2 separate regions of the Rattus norvegicus genome follow, and region 2 is linked to region 1. Evidence: chromatin contacts called from public Hi-C data. All regions are on one chromosome and are shown on one strand. The core of a region is the stretch at or near the end of the contact, and the rest is flanking DNA. Distances in the headings are between cores, read along the strand shown. Region 1 overlaps Tmtc2 (transmembrane O-mannosyltransferase targeting cadherins 2). Region 2 holds the start of Tmtc2 (transmembrane O-mannosyltransferase targeting cadherins 2).

Region 1 (5,944 bases), core at 1,223-3,722:
ATAGTAACTCAGAACTGATTCCTGGAAATAGTCCTCTGATCCCCATAGCTGCCTCTGGGTAGACAAGAGACCCTCCAAATAAAATAACAACAACAACAACCACAACATAACAACAACAACAACAACAGCAACAACAACAACAGCCAGTTGTTGTTCATTGGATAATTCGATGTGAACTTGCCTGCAAGTGCATTTGTGTGTCATTTCACAACAATAATTTGTTTTGTAATTGAGAGAAAAACTGGCCAGATTGAGAATTCCTGCTTTGTACTTTAAGCAGTTTCCAAGATGATCCTGGTTAGAATGTTTGTGTGAGGTGGTTGTGGGATACACCTCCCCAACCTCTCATATCTACTTACAGTGCCACAGCAAACTAGACTGGTGACATTTAACTCCTCGACTGTGGGAAGTGGGCTTATTTTATAGATTGACGCTCCTGAGAGCAGAGATTCCCTTAACTGTACAGAGTTGTTTGACAGAGTGTGTTAGCTTTGAGCCTCAAGAGTTAATCCAACTTAGAAATCAATAAAATAAGAAATACAGTCCTCACAGTAAACAGATGTAAGGAGCTCAGTAGCTGTTCCTAGCTGCTCTTATCTCTGTCAGAATACAGAACATTTCAGTCGTTGGAGAAAAGTCCTCTTGACTGGAGTAGCTAACTTCATGGCAGGAGGTAAGGAAATTCTGACATCTGACATCTGTGAGGTAAACACTGTGTAGTTGGTTAACGTGCACTTGCCCTGTTGTATTCTCCCTTTAAGAATAAATGCAGCTAATACTCCTGCTTGAACCCAAAGCTAAACCAAATAATGTATTGTCTCAAGACAATTCTGGGATTTTACAAGTATTTCTAGTCTTTGCCAAGTGTTAGTGAGCCCTCTACCTGTTGGTGCAGACTGGAAAACAATGTTGGGAAAGGGGAACTAGCTACAGAGTGTAAAGAGAACAAGATCATTAAGAATTAGTTCTTTTCATTGTTAGTTTGTCCTCCTTCCCTTCTTTCCTCCCTCCCTCCTCTTCTTCTATCCCTCTTTCCCTACCTTCCTACTTTTTCCTTCCCTTGTCTTTTTTCTTTTCTTTTTTTTTCTTTGAGACAAAATCTCATACATACTAAATGACTTTGAATTCCTAATGTTCTTTCTTCCTTTTCCCACAAGTTCTTCTATCCAGGTCTTTATGTGTGTTATACATACTCTCTTGCCAATTGAGCTGTGTCTCCGTTACCTTATAGTTTTCAATTTAACAATTTGAAAGGCAGCAGTGTGTGTGTGTGTGTGTGTGTAAGTGTAATTTTGTGTTTGAATATGTGTGTGTTCATAGTCTGTAGTTTTTCTTCGTATAATTTATATACTGTGTTGTTGTTTCAGTGGGAAAATTGAGCTCAAGTGAAAATTTATATGTTGTGTGGCTGCCTCTGAACTCTCTCCTGCCTCTCTTCTCCTCACAGTTATTCCTGGGTTAGTTATATTGGTTGTCACCAGGGACAGCCAGCTTCTATGTCTTTCTGGCAGCTTTAGAGTCTTGTTTCAAATTATATACAGGCAGCAGCCTGACAGTGATTTGTTACTGTCCAACCCAATGTTATTTTGATTGTGTTGTAGTTCGTGATAAAATATCTATCTGTTGATTTGTGATAAATAATTAATATCTTTAGGACTGTTGGAGTTTCCAAGGTAGTGGCTTTATGTCTTGAGAACTAAAGAACACTTGTCTAGCCTGTAATTTATCCTCAGAAGAATGAGCAAGGATATTTCTTTAGCTAGGATATTAATGCTTAAGCCCTAAAGTGGCCCCGAGAGAGCCCCTCATTTTCTTAAAGCAGAGGTAATTTTTCTCTCCTGGCAGAGATAAGAATTCTAGGAAAATATTTTCTGGATCAGAATAAGAAGTACCCACCCCACCCCTCCTTTGGTATAAAATTTATAAGTGTATGTTTTAAAATTTTAGATATTGGTTAACATTGCTGTTGCCCTGCCAATTGTTAAGAATAGTCTTCTGGACTGCAATGGTTTCACTTCTCATATTCTCTGAGGCTTGAAGGACAATGAAGGCCTATGAGGAAAGGAAAATGAAATTCTGTCAGTTTAGATGTCCATGGTTAAAAAGAAAAAAATTAACAAAGCAAACAAAACAAACAAACAAACAAACAAACAAAACAAGTCAGGCATAAAACAGAATGGCTCCAACATGCCGGAAGTTAATTCCCCTTGGGTGAGTTCCGGTCTGGGTTGAGGAGACTTCCCCTAAGCACTTTCAAGGCCAGATGTTCATGTCATGCCTTGGACCGCTGTCCTGCCTTCCAGGATGATTTCAGCTGGAAGCATGGTCAGCGAGGGAGCAGTGACCCTAATTTTCCTTCAAAGGCAGGACCCTGAAAAACAGTTTACTGCTTCTAAAGCCTCTCATTGGCTAGATAGCGATCATGTGATCCTCAGAGCTGCGGGGATCGCTGAAAAACAGCCTTTGAGGGCTCATGCCTTCAGCCTGCACAGTGTTCTGAGGAATAAAGGCGAGGGCCAGCCGGGAGCGACTTGTTTCCACTGTGTCAAGTACTTGGTGTCCATTCAACTGATAGCGCATTATGAATCTTTCCACCCGCCACATTGGCACTCAAACGATACTAGTAAACCAGAATTTATTTCCCTATTAATAGAAATAAAAGCCAACTACAAAGAAAAAAAAAAAAAACAAATAAGGCCGGAGCTTCCGTGTGAAATAAATGAAACAAGAATCCCATTGTTAAGAACTTATAATAAGGGGTTGGGGATTTGGCTCAGTGGTAGAGTGCTTGCCTAGCATGCGCAAGGCCCTGGGTTCGGTCCCCAGCTCCGAAAAAAAAAAGAAAAAAAGAAAAAAGAACTTATAATAAAATCCAATGCGGAGGGTGTTGTGTGAGGACCGGCACAAGTGTTCAAAGATGTGTGAAGCAGTCTCAGCTGCTTTGAGGCCTCAGGGAGCGCACCGAGTTCTGAAGAACTAATCACACTCACTGACATTTTTCATAATTGCAAAAAGAAAAGGATATTCTTCCTAGAGAATGAAAAGGCGCTGCTGAAGGCCAGCTTTGGTCTCCAGCAGTAATAAAAGCCGGTGCTACGTAATGATGCTCGCTTTTCTTCTACTTGTCAGTAACGCAGTGGTTGGAGAGTAAATGTACCAGCTCGGATGTAATGGACGGAGGCAAAATTCAGTCCGTTTTCCAGTTATTCCTGTTTTGATTTTTCTTTGTCACATTTATAATCTTTTGGTTTCTTTGGTCTCCGGTTGAAAGTTTGGTTCGTGTTCGTTCTCTCTCTCTCTCTCTCTCTCTCTCTCTCTCTCTCTCTCTCTCTCTCTCATTTTAATAAAGAGGACGTTTATTGCTCCTAGTGCTTCAGATATAAATGTAGGTATTGATGAGCCTACCTTGGCCTTTTAATGTTGGCATTGTTGGTGTTTTTTGTTTTTTTTTTATTTTTGTTTGTCTTTATTTTTTATTTTTATATATTTTTATTTTTTGGTATTTTGTTTGTTTGTTTGAGACAGGTTCTCAGCTTGGATGGTCTGAGACTTCTGCTATTCTCCTGCGTTGGTCTCTGTAGGGTTGGGATTTCAGATGTGAGCCAGTGCCACCAGATGGCCTATGTACCTGTTTTCAGTTCAGGTTACTTTTGATGCTGAAGGGAGAAAGGCCTGGCTAGCTTGTAAGCCTTCCTGGTGGATCTTGGCATTGCCACGTTAGACATGGTGTTGTTACTTTTCTCCAGGGAACGGTAGCTGACCATCTTGTCTCCTTTCTGGGTGTCGGCTGGATTTTTAAGTCACCTGTATCTTTTTCTGTTTTGCATCCTGCAGGAAATTTAGTTTGGAGAATAAAATTGGGTTGATATTTATTCAATTAAATAAGACTTTAAAGGCTTATTTTAATTGTTAGAAGTGCCAGCAAATCTACTATGGCATCATGATGTCTCTTTGGATTGTTTAACCCCAGGAGATGTCCATTTATAGGTTTTATTGTGGTTGGTGCCAGGTGTCCTTGTATGGAGTCGAGTCCCTGGTCACAGCTTTGAAATGCTGTGGGAGTCTATGATATAGTTAGGATGATTTTATGATTTGCTGTTTAATATGAAACACTTGAGGGTAGAAGAGGACATAGTAACCACCCCAGAACCACATGAATGAATCCGCCTGTCTTGGGAAAGTTGACATGATGTTTCCAGCCATTGAAATCAGTAGCAAACTTGGTTTACTGTTGGGATCAGTTTTATACATCTTTTCTCTTTAGACACTCCTGCTGATATTTTTTTTGGCAAGGCACTGAAACAAGGATGACAGTGACAAATCCTGAGACCAATTGCTTCTTCTTCCCATTGTTGTGTGCTTTATGAGGTAAATCTCTAGAGGATGCGTTTTTGTCTCGGTGAGCCATCGTTACAGAAGACTGAAAATTGCTCCCACTTGTTTTATTTTATTTCTTTTTATTTTTATTTATTTGTTTTTTGATGTGGAGTCTTGCCGTGTAGCCCAGGCTGGCCTTGAATTGTCAAACACCTCTCACCTCATTTAACCATGTGGGCGCTAAGATTTGTGCATTCATATGTTTGCAAGTGCTGAGATCTCAGGGATGAGATACCACATGCTGAGTTTCAGCGAGTGTCGCAATGACCTGTCCAAAATAGGATGCAGAATGTGTATTGAAAAAATTTTTTAAATCTTTTTCTTGCCTTCTTTGCAGACTTCTTATAGCAAACTTCGTATTCTCTTACTCTAGATGGCTTACTGTGGCTTGCTTCTCTGTGTTCTGTGACTTCCTTTTCCAGCACTGTCCTGTTTTTTTTGTTTCTGTGGGTCCCCACCTTCAGTGGCTGGCATTTGCTTTGTCTGTCCTCTCAGCCTCACAGCCTGTTCTGCCCTACCTGTCCTGATGCTCCCTTTGCCTCCTTGCTTCTACCCGAACTCCCTCACCCCCTGTGCTTTGTGCATCAGAGAAAGGAATGAGCTCTGATGACCCCACAAAATAATGTGTGGGACCGGCCATTAGCGCTAGCCATTTAAACATATGATTGCTATTTATTTTCAGCAAATTGGGGCAGAAAAGTCATTTCTCTTTCAGCATATAAGGATTGTTTTTGATGGTGGGAGATTACCTTTTTGTCGTAAAATTGTGAAATGGTATCTAGTTTTATCACCATACAGCTTTGGGTGAAGTTTTACTGGACTTTTCTGGTGATATGTAACAATAGCCTCCCTACAATAATCCACAGGACGTAGTGTAGTGGCAGTTGCCTTTTTCTACATCCTTATGCCCCAGCCTTGCAATGATCTGCGATGGCTGCTTCAGTCAATCTAAATAGTGAGCATTTTGTTTCCCTCAGCATCTTTCCCCTTCTTCATCTTGCTAAAGGTCACTCTGGATGGTTTCTTTTATTGTGCTTGTCCGTCAATTAAGAATTCTGCGCTGGCTGACACTTAACGGTTGAACTGTTTTCTGACCAAGCAGTGCAGCAAAGGCCGACATTCAAACCAGAGCCAAGGAATCCTAATCTCCTGGCAGAATAGAAAGTGTAAATGAGTCGAAAATGGTAACAGTGCTGGATGGTTATTGTTCATAATGGGAGGAACCGAGGCAGGGAAAGTTGAGGGCCCAGATACCCATCCGATAGATGATGGAAAAAATACCAAAGTGTTTTTAGCTAACCGATGGAAGTTATTAAATAGGATAAATTAAATACTATTCATTAGGTAGATAGATCTAATGTAGTTACTCATGTAAGACAGCACAAGAAAGTTTCATATGACAAGATTTTTCAGTGTAGCTAAGTTAACATTTATTATGAACAGCTGTCCACTGTAAAACCTATCAGCATGAGTTTATAATCAGTCTCTGTGTTTTTTGTAAAATTATACACTAGCAAGTGCAGGGGGACCCAAAGATGAGACAACAGATGGGATCCTTCCACAAGGT
Region 2 (5,944 bases), core at 2,482-4,981, 88 kb before region 1:
ATAGGGACCCACGTTAAAGTACAATCGAATTTTTTTTTTGCTACAAGCAACTGAATTTTTTCCCAAACACTTCAGGATGTCCAGTCTGCTGTCTATTAAGAATCTCAAGGTCTACCATTTTTATGGCATGACTCAGTTCCCGAGGCAATTCAAAGGGGCTGTGTGGTGGTAGAGAAAGCCACACTTGGCTTTTTGAAACTACCAGAGCTTTGGAATTGAGAAATGTTCACAAGGTTTTAGCACTCTGAACCCTAAGGTCTCTCTTACTTTTATGCCAGTAAGTCTTAGGAAAGAGGTTGTCCTCGTGTGACTTCCTACATGGGTCTTCCTGAGGAAGTGATGCACTCCAACGTCACCCTTCTTCCCTCCTGCTCGGCATCTTTAAAGCAGATAACAAATTGGTTCCTTCTTCCTGATGACTACTTGTGGGCTTTCAGCTCTTCCATAAAATCCCTTAAATACTCTTATTGTTCATTTGTTTACCCCTCTTTTATAGTTTCTCTTACATGTTCAGATGCTATAGGCTCTGGGCATTATGCGGATAAGGTTACAAACTTCATCATTCAAGGGGTACGTTAATAAATGTTTGCTTATCTCCGGGCAGTGGTGGCTCACACCTTTAATAGCAGCACTCTGAAGGCAGAGTCAGGTGGATCTCTGAGGCTGAGGTCAACCTAATCCACAGAGTGAATTCCTTGACGGTCAGAGCTACCTAGGGAAACTGTGTCTCAAACCCCCCCCCAAGCCCCACAAACAAGCAAGCAAGCAAGCAAACAAAGATACTAATGTGTACTAAGAAAGAAGTAATAAAGGATGATGGGAAAGAGATGTCGTGTGTGTGTGTGTGTGTGTGTGTGTGTGTGTGTGTGTGTGTGTGTGTTTTATAAAGTACGTGAAGGAAATTTTAAAGCAATACCATTTGAAATACCTGATAGTAGAAAGCAGCCGAAGAATGTCTAGGGGAGAAAACAGTTCCAGGAAGGAGAGAAAAGAAGGTTCCTGAGAAGGCATACGTGGACAGACCTCTTGCAAAGAGGGGGAGGGCCAAAAGAGAGTTTTATGCTATGTGCACTACACATGGCTAGGTGGAGTGATTGAACTTAAATGGGCTTGTCTGCTGCCTCAAGTACACGCTTGGTGCAGGGGCTGTGGGTGTAGAAGCCAGACCATTTCCAAGGCCATTCGATTAGTTGGTGTAGGAGACAACGGCTTCGACCAGGATTAGAGCTCTGTAGATGTGATGGGTGTATTTGGGTGACAGTTTGCACTAAGAATGGGACGGTGTGGGTGTGATGGTATGCATTTTACAGGGGGTGTCTAGGTTTTAGTTAAGAAGCAAAAGATGACGGACGTTGGAAACTCTAAGGGCTAACTTATTGAACCAGTCAGTCTCTGTGTAAATGCTTTATTTACATGGTAACTCCTCTAACCAAAGTGTATTTATAAGTGAGGCATGAAGAAGGTGATTGGCCCTAGCTTACCCAAATAACGAATAGCCAAACTGATACGCAAACCTAGATATCTGACTTAAGTATGTATTCCTCCCCCAGGGTCCCAGGGTCCAATATCAATATATAAGCCCAGGAGAGAGCCAGAGAGGATCCGAATGGACCAGTTGATATGATTTTTTTAAAACGTAAAAAAAAAAAAAAGAAAAAAACAGTATATCGGGGAGCATGCAAAACAGGAACCATTGTCTTTAATATATTATTTTAGAACTTCCTACATGCACAGAATATTTTGATCAAATCAACATTTGCCTGTTGCAGGTAGAACCCACATTTGTCAGGGTCTAAAAGATTCCCTTGTAAAGTCAGACATCTTTATTCTGCAGGCACTCAAACTTTTCAGATCGCTGCCACATACCCAGGTGCTCCGCTTTCTTTAGTATCTTTGAAGAGTTTGCTGGTCAGGTGCTGCTCTTCCAATGGGGGGACAAGTCAGTCCTGCACCGACTTGTTTTCTAGGCCCTGTAGCATCCCCACAGCAGGGGGCGCTGCAGTAGTGTTCATCATCGTCCAAGTGAGCGACCAGTCCAGTCAGAAAGGGGACCAGGCAGGAAGGGGGTGTGGCAGACAGCTCTCGGATCTCTTTGGTCATGCAACTTTAGTACCCAGTGCTCCTTCTGCCCAGACTATTCTTCTACGCCGTATTTCATCACGTTGGATGCCTTCCATCCAGTCTTGCATCCGGGCGGAAAGGAAAGGGCACTGGCTTTTCCGCCTTGCTGGGTTTAAGCATGCCTCTGTAGAGGGTTTCATTAGCGTGGTCTCTTCTGTGTTTTCAGCGGCAGCTTGACCGTCCTGAACCACGAAAGACACCCACCCCCACGCAATTTCTGAGGAGCACATGGTTGTTTCTTATCTTCTAGCCTCTCCCCTTTCATTTCCTGGATCCCTTTTCATAATCTAACTGCGGGACACGCGTCTTTCCACTGACATTAACGTCGACGGTGACGGCGTGGCCCCAGAGTAGAACTCTCTCCTAAACGCTGCTCCCTCCTCCCCCACCTCCCAGCTCTTCAACAGGCCCTTCCATCCCAATTCAGCTCACGCATCGAGCGCGCGCGGGCAATAGATCCTTATTGTCAATCCTTATTGTCAATCGTAGTTGCCAGCGCTCTGCAAACCTGTCCTACCTCTCCGTGTCCCCAGAGGTCTCTCCAGCTGACCAGACCTTTGCCTGACAGCTCTTGGCACCAGACGCTTGGCTTGCGATCTAGAGCGTGCAAGGCTCCTCCAGGCACCACTGGACAAGTCATGGACTCCTCCTGTCGCCTTTCTCCTCCACCTCCCAGAGCCCAGAGCGCACTCTAGCTGTCGTTTTGGGCAATCTTCCAAAAGTCATCTTTGTCCTGGGGGTGCTTTCCAGAGTAAAAAGGAAGGTGAAGAAAGAGGAAGAAGGGAGTTGGGCCGGAGGACGAGGCTGGAACTGCTAGGAGAGTGGGCGGAGCCTCCAGCCAGTGGGGGTAGACAGGGAGGAGTCTGCAGGGAGGATCTGGGTGGAGAAAGGGGCTGGGCTAGCTTAGGATGGTGGGCTGGCCACGCAGGCGCGTGGGGCCGCGGCGAGAACCCCACGCGGGAGCTTTTGGAGTCCCCAGTCGCCGCTTCTCACTTCACTGGAGAGGGGTCCGGGAGGGAACCAATAAAGAGTGAATGTGCCGCAGCCCCGGTGGTGGCCGAGTTGCTGCGAACGACCCCGGAGTCGTGCGCTCGGGAGGCGGCGAGGGGAGGCGGTTCGCCTCGTCCCTCCCACCCGCCCCTTTCTCTCTGTCTCTCCCTCCTTTCCTCCCGCTGGTCCCAGATCCTCGCTCTGTCCGGCCCCTTCGTCCCGGACCTCGCACTCTTCGATCTCCCCAGTCCTTTACCTAGGGTGTCCCAAAGTGCCATGGGTTAGGGTGGGGACCGCGAGCCGCGGGAAAGGACTAGCCCCGATTCTCCGCCGGGGGGCGTGAAGCCGATCGCCGCTTGCCTCTCGCGGTTGTCCGGCAATGGGGAGAGCGGTGTGAGCCCGCAACCCCCGGAGCACGCAGGAACAGCGGAGCCCGGCGCCCCGAGGAGCCGGGGATCTGAAGAAGGAGCGGAGGGAGGGCGAGGAGGCGGGCGGGGAAGCCGGGGAAAAGTGCAGCCAGGAGCAGAAGGCGGCGGAAGGTGGGGATTGATGCTTCTGTTTTTTGTTGCCGCTGCTGCGCTCGCGCTGGGAGCCAAGCCGGAGGGAAGGCGGTGGAGAGATGATTGCAGAGTTGGTGAGCAGCGCTCTGGGGCTCGCCTTGTATCTCAACACCCTGAGTGCGGATTTCTGCTACGATGACAGGTAAGTGGGTGAGAGAAAGGGGCAATGGCTGCGGCGCGACAGGGGTGGGGTGGGGGTTCATCGGTGGATCTAGCACTGCTTTCTGTCAGGTTGAAGTGCGTCTTGGGGGTGGTGGTGGTGGTGCGGACAGGTATCTGCACCTGAAGGTTTAGACGACGCGGAAACCGTAACACCTATAGCCAACAGCCGGGACGCAGGCGCGCTGGGCTGGCCAAAGGAGTTTCCGCTCCTACTTTGCAGCAGGTTTTTGCTTGCTTCTTGCCGGTAGGCAGGCGCTTAAGTTTCTTAGCGGAAATCCAGGCAATTTGGAAAACTGTTTAATGAACCCACGTTAAACAAACAACCAGCCCCGAAAAAAAATCCAATAACAATCCTAGGTTTACCTTGGTGCAGAAAAACATATTAAGCGATTTTACGTGTGGGCTGGAAGGAAGCAACTCTCCACTCCTTAGAAGATCTTCCCCGTGTCGTTTCCTTTTATTGATAGGACACTGATTTCTGGAAGTTAAACTCACGCATGACAGTTGCCAAAATAGAGGAAAGAGCGCGCGTACTCTGCGTCAACTTTCTCTTTGACGTGTCCGATAGTAAACTTTGAGCTACTGTATCTTGCTGCTGGTTTTATCTCTGGTTCCCCCGGCCTCGTTCACTTATCATGGGGAAGTCCTTTATAAAAACGTGGGCTTTCAGTTCTGTTTGGGAGTCTTGCCTTAGACATTAGTGATTCGCTGGTGCTAATTGCGGAAGAAGACGCCCCTGGAGATTGAAGTTGTCTTCTGTATTTGGGTTAGTTTGGGTGGCTAATGAGACCCGGGTTGTGTTGTCAAAGAAACTGCGTTGATTCTTGGAAAATATCACCCTTGTGCTGATGTCCTTACCTATTTTAAAAATGTTGTTAGTGTTTAGAAACTGATGAAAAGCTCCAATAGCCATTAGGGAAAATTCCAATTTGTGCCTTTCCGGTGACTTAATCTGATTACAATTAAAACAGATGCATAATTAAAATATATTAGGGAGAACAGCATGCCTGGCTAAACTTATTAACCGTCCTGGGGTGTTTCATGCTCCATTGAAATTAAACCATCCAAAAAGTGAACACAGATTTACTTTGACAGACTTTCAGCAGCCTCTCTGGGCTTAGGGGAGTGAATGGATCCCCAGGGTTAGGGCGAGGCATCCAGTGAACTCAGCAAAGTGGTTGACAACAGCAAGAGAAGCTAGGGGTGTACTCTGCTAATCAGCCATGTTCTGTATACTCTGTCTGGTCCACTCTCCTGCTAAGAGTGATTGTATGTCTTAAATCAGGAGGTCTTGGTTCCCACCCTGATGTCTGCTATGAAATTCCCTGGTAATACTTGCCAAAGTACCCTCATAGGCCCTTGATGTGCTTCTGTGTTGTGCCCAGAGGAGGCTGGCTGATAGTCTCCCCGGCAGACAAACTTTTACTCAACTTTCACACAGTGTACTGACTTCAACTGCTCTAAGAAATGATCTGAGAGTGAGGTAGGCTGTGCTGCTTGCTTTTTTTCCTCCAGATTTCTGTGATGTTGCACCTGCTATTTTAAGAGTCCCGGTGGAGAAAGCTTTGTTCAGCTTTCACTAAAATGAGTTCAGGGATGAGTCAGGGCAGTGGCTGAGTCCTTTGGGGTGATCTGGAAGAGGGAGTGTTGAACAAGAACATGGAGCCTACAAAGGAACAGTATGATAAGCATTCCTCTTGACTACTAGTCACAACTGCTGTCCAGTTCTTTACAAAAGGGACCACTTCCTGTAAAAAATGGAGACGAGAACCTAAATGAATCTGTATGTGCAATTTTCTGTAGGTCTCCTGCTCACCCTGAAGTGTTTGGAATGTGGGTCTGGGAGATAGTTGTGCCGATGACACACGAGTTGCTGTTGATGGCTGGAATTTGTAACAGGTTCCTCCCCCCTGTTACAGGTCACGCTGCGTGTTAACAACCCTCGTCTTCTGTTTTCTGTCTGTATAGGTGACTTGCATGTCACAATTTCCTCATATCATTGATAGCGGGTTCAATATGATATTTAGACATGTATTTGTAGAATGTTAAGGGCCTAAAGCATGAATTATGCTTTACTCAGCAGTAAAAATGATTTTCTGTTGACTTCTGGC

The links. Hi-C and Micro-C count contacts between places; a contact is called where the count stands out from the background.
Region 2: a Hi-C map of Schwann cells shows a contact between it and region 1, with 2.8 times the contacts expected there. The contact joins the promoter of Tmtc2 here to the enhancer-like site in region 1. A contact is called at or near these places in 2 of 12 Hi-C or Micro-C datasets (Schwann cells and mammary epithelial cells).

The regions. Positions count from the first base shown.
Region 1 is chr7:42,601,484-42,607,427 of GRCr8, reverse strand. All of the region lies in intron 1 of Tmtc2 (transmembrane O-mannosyltransferase targeting cadherins 2), which reads left to right. Among named protein-coding and RNA genes, the nearest start is that of Tmtc2, 89 kb to the left of the region's middle. Within about 2 kb of position 2,472, at least 52 of the 93 cell types and tissues checked have an H3K27ac peak or open chromatin away from gene starts, as enhancers often do. A contact at or near this core is called in Schwann cells, where this site is marked.
Region 2 is chr7:42,690,938-42,696,881 of GRCr8, reverse strand. It overlaps Tmtc2 (transmembrane O-mannosyltransferase targeting cadherins 2), which reads left to right and starts at 3,731. Exons shown (of 12, transcript NM_001171177.2): 1 at 3,731-3,813. The coding sequence starts at 3,731.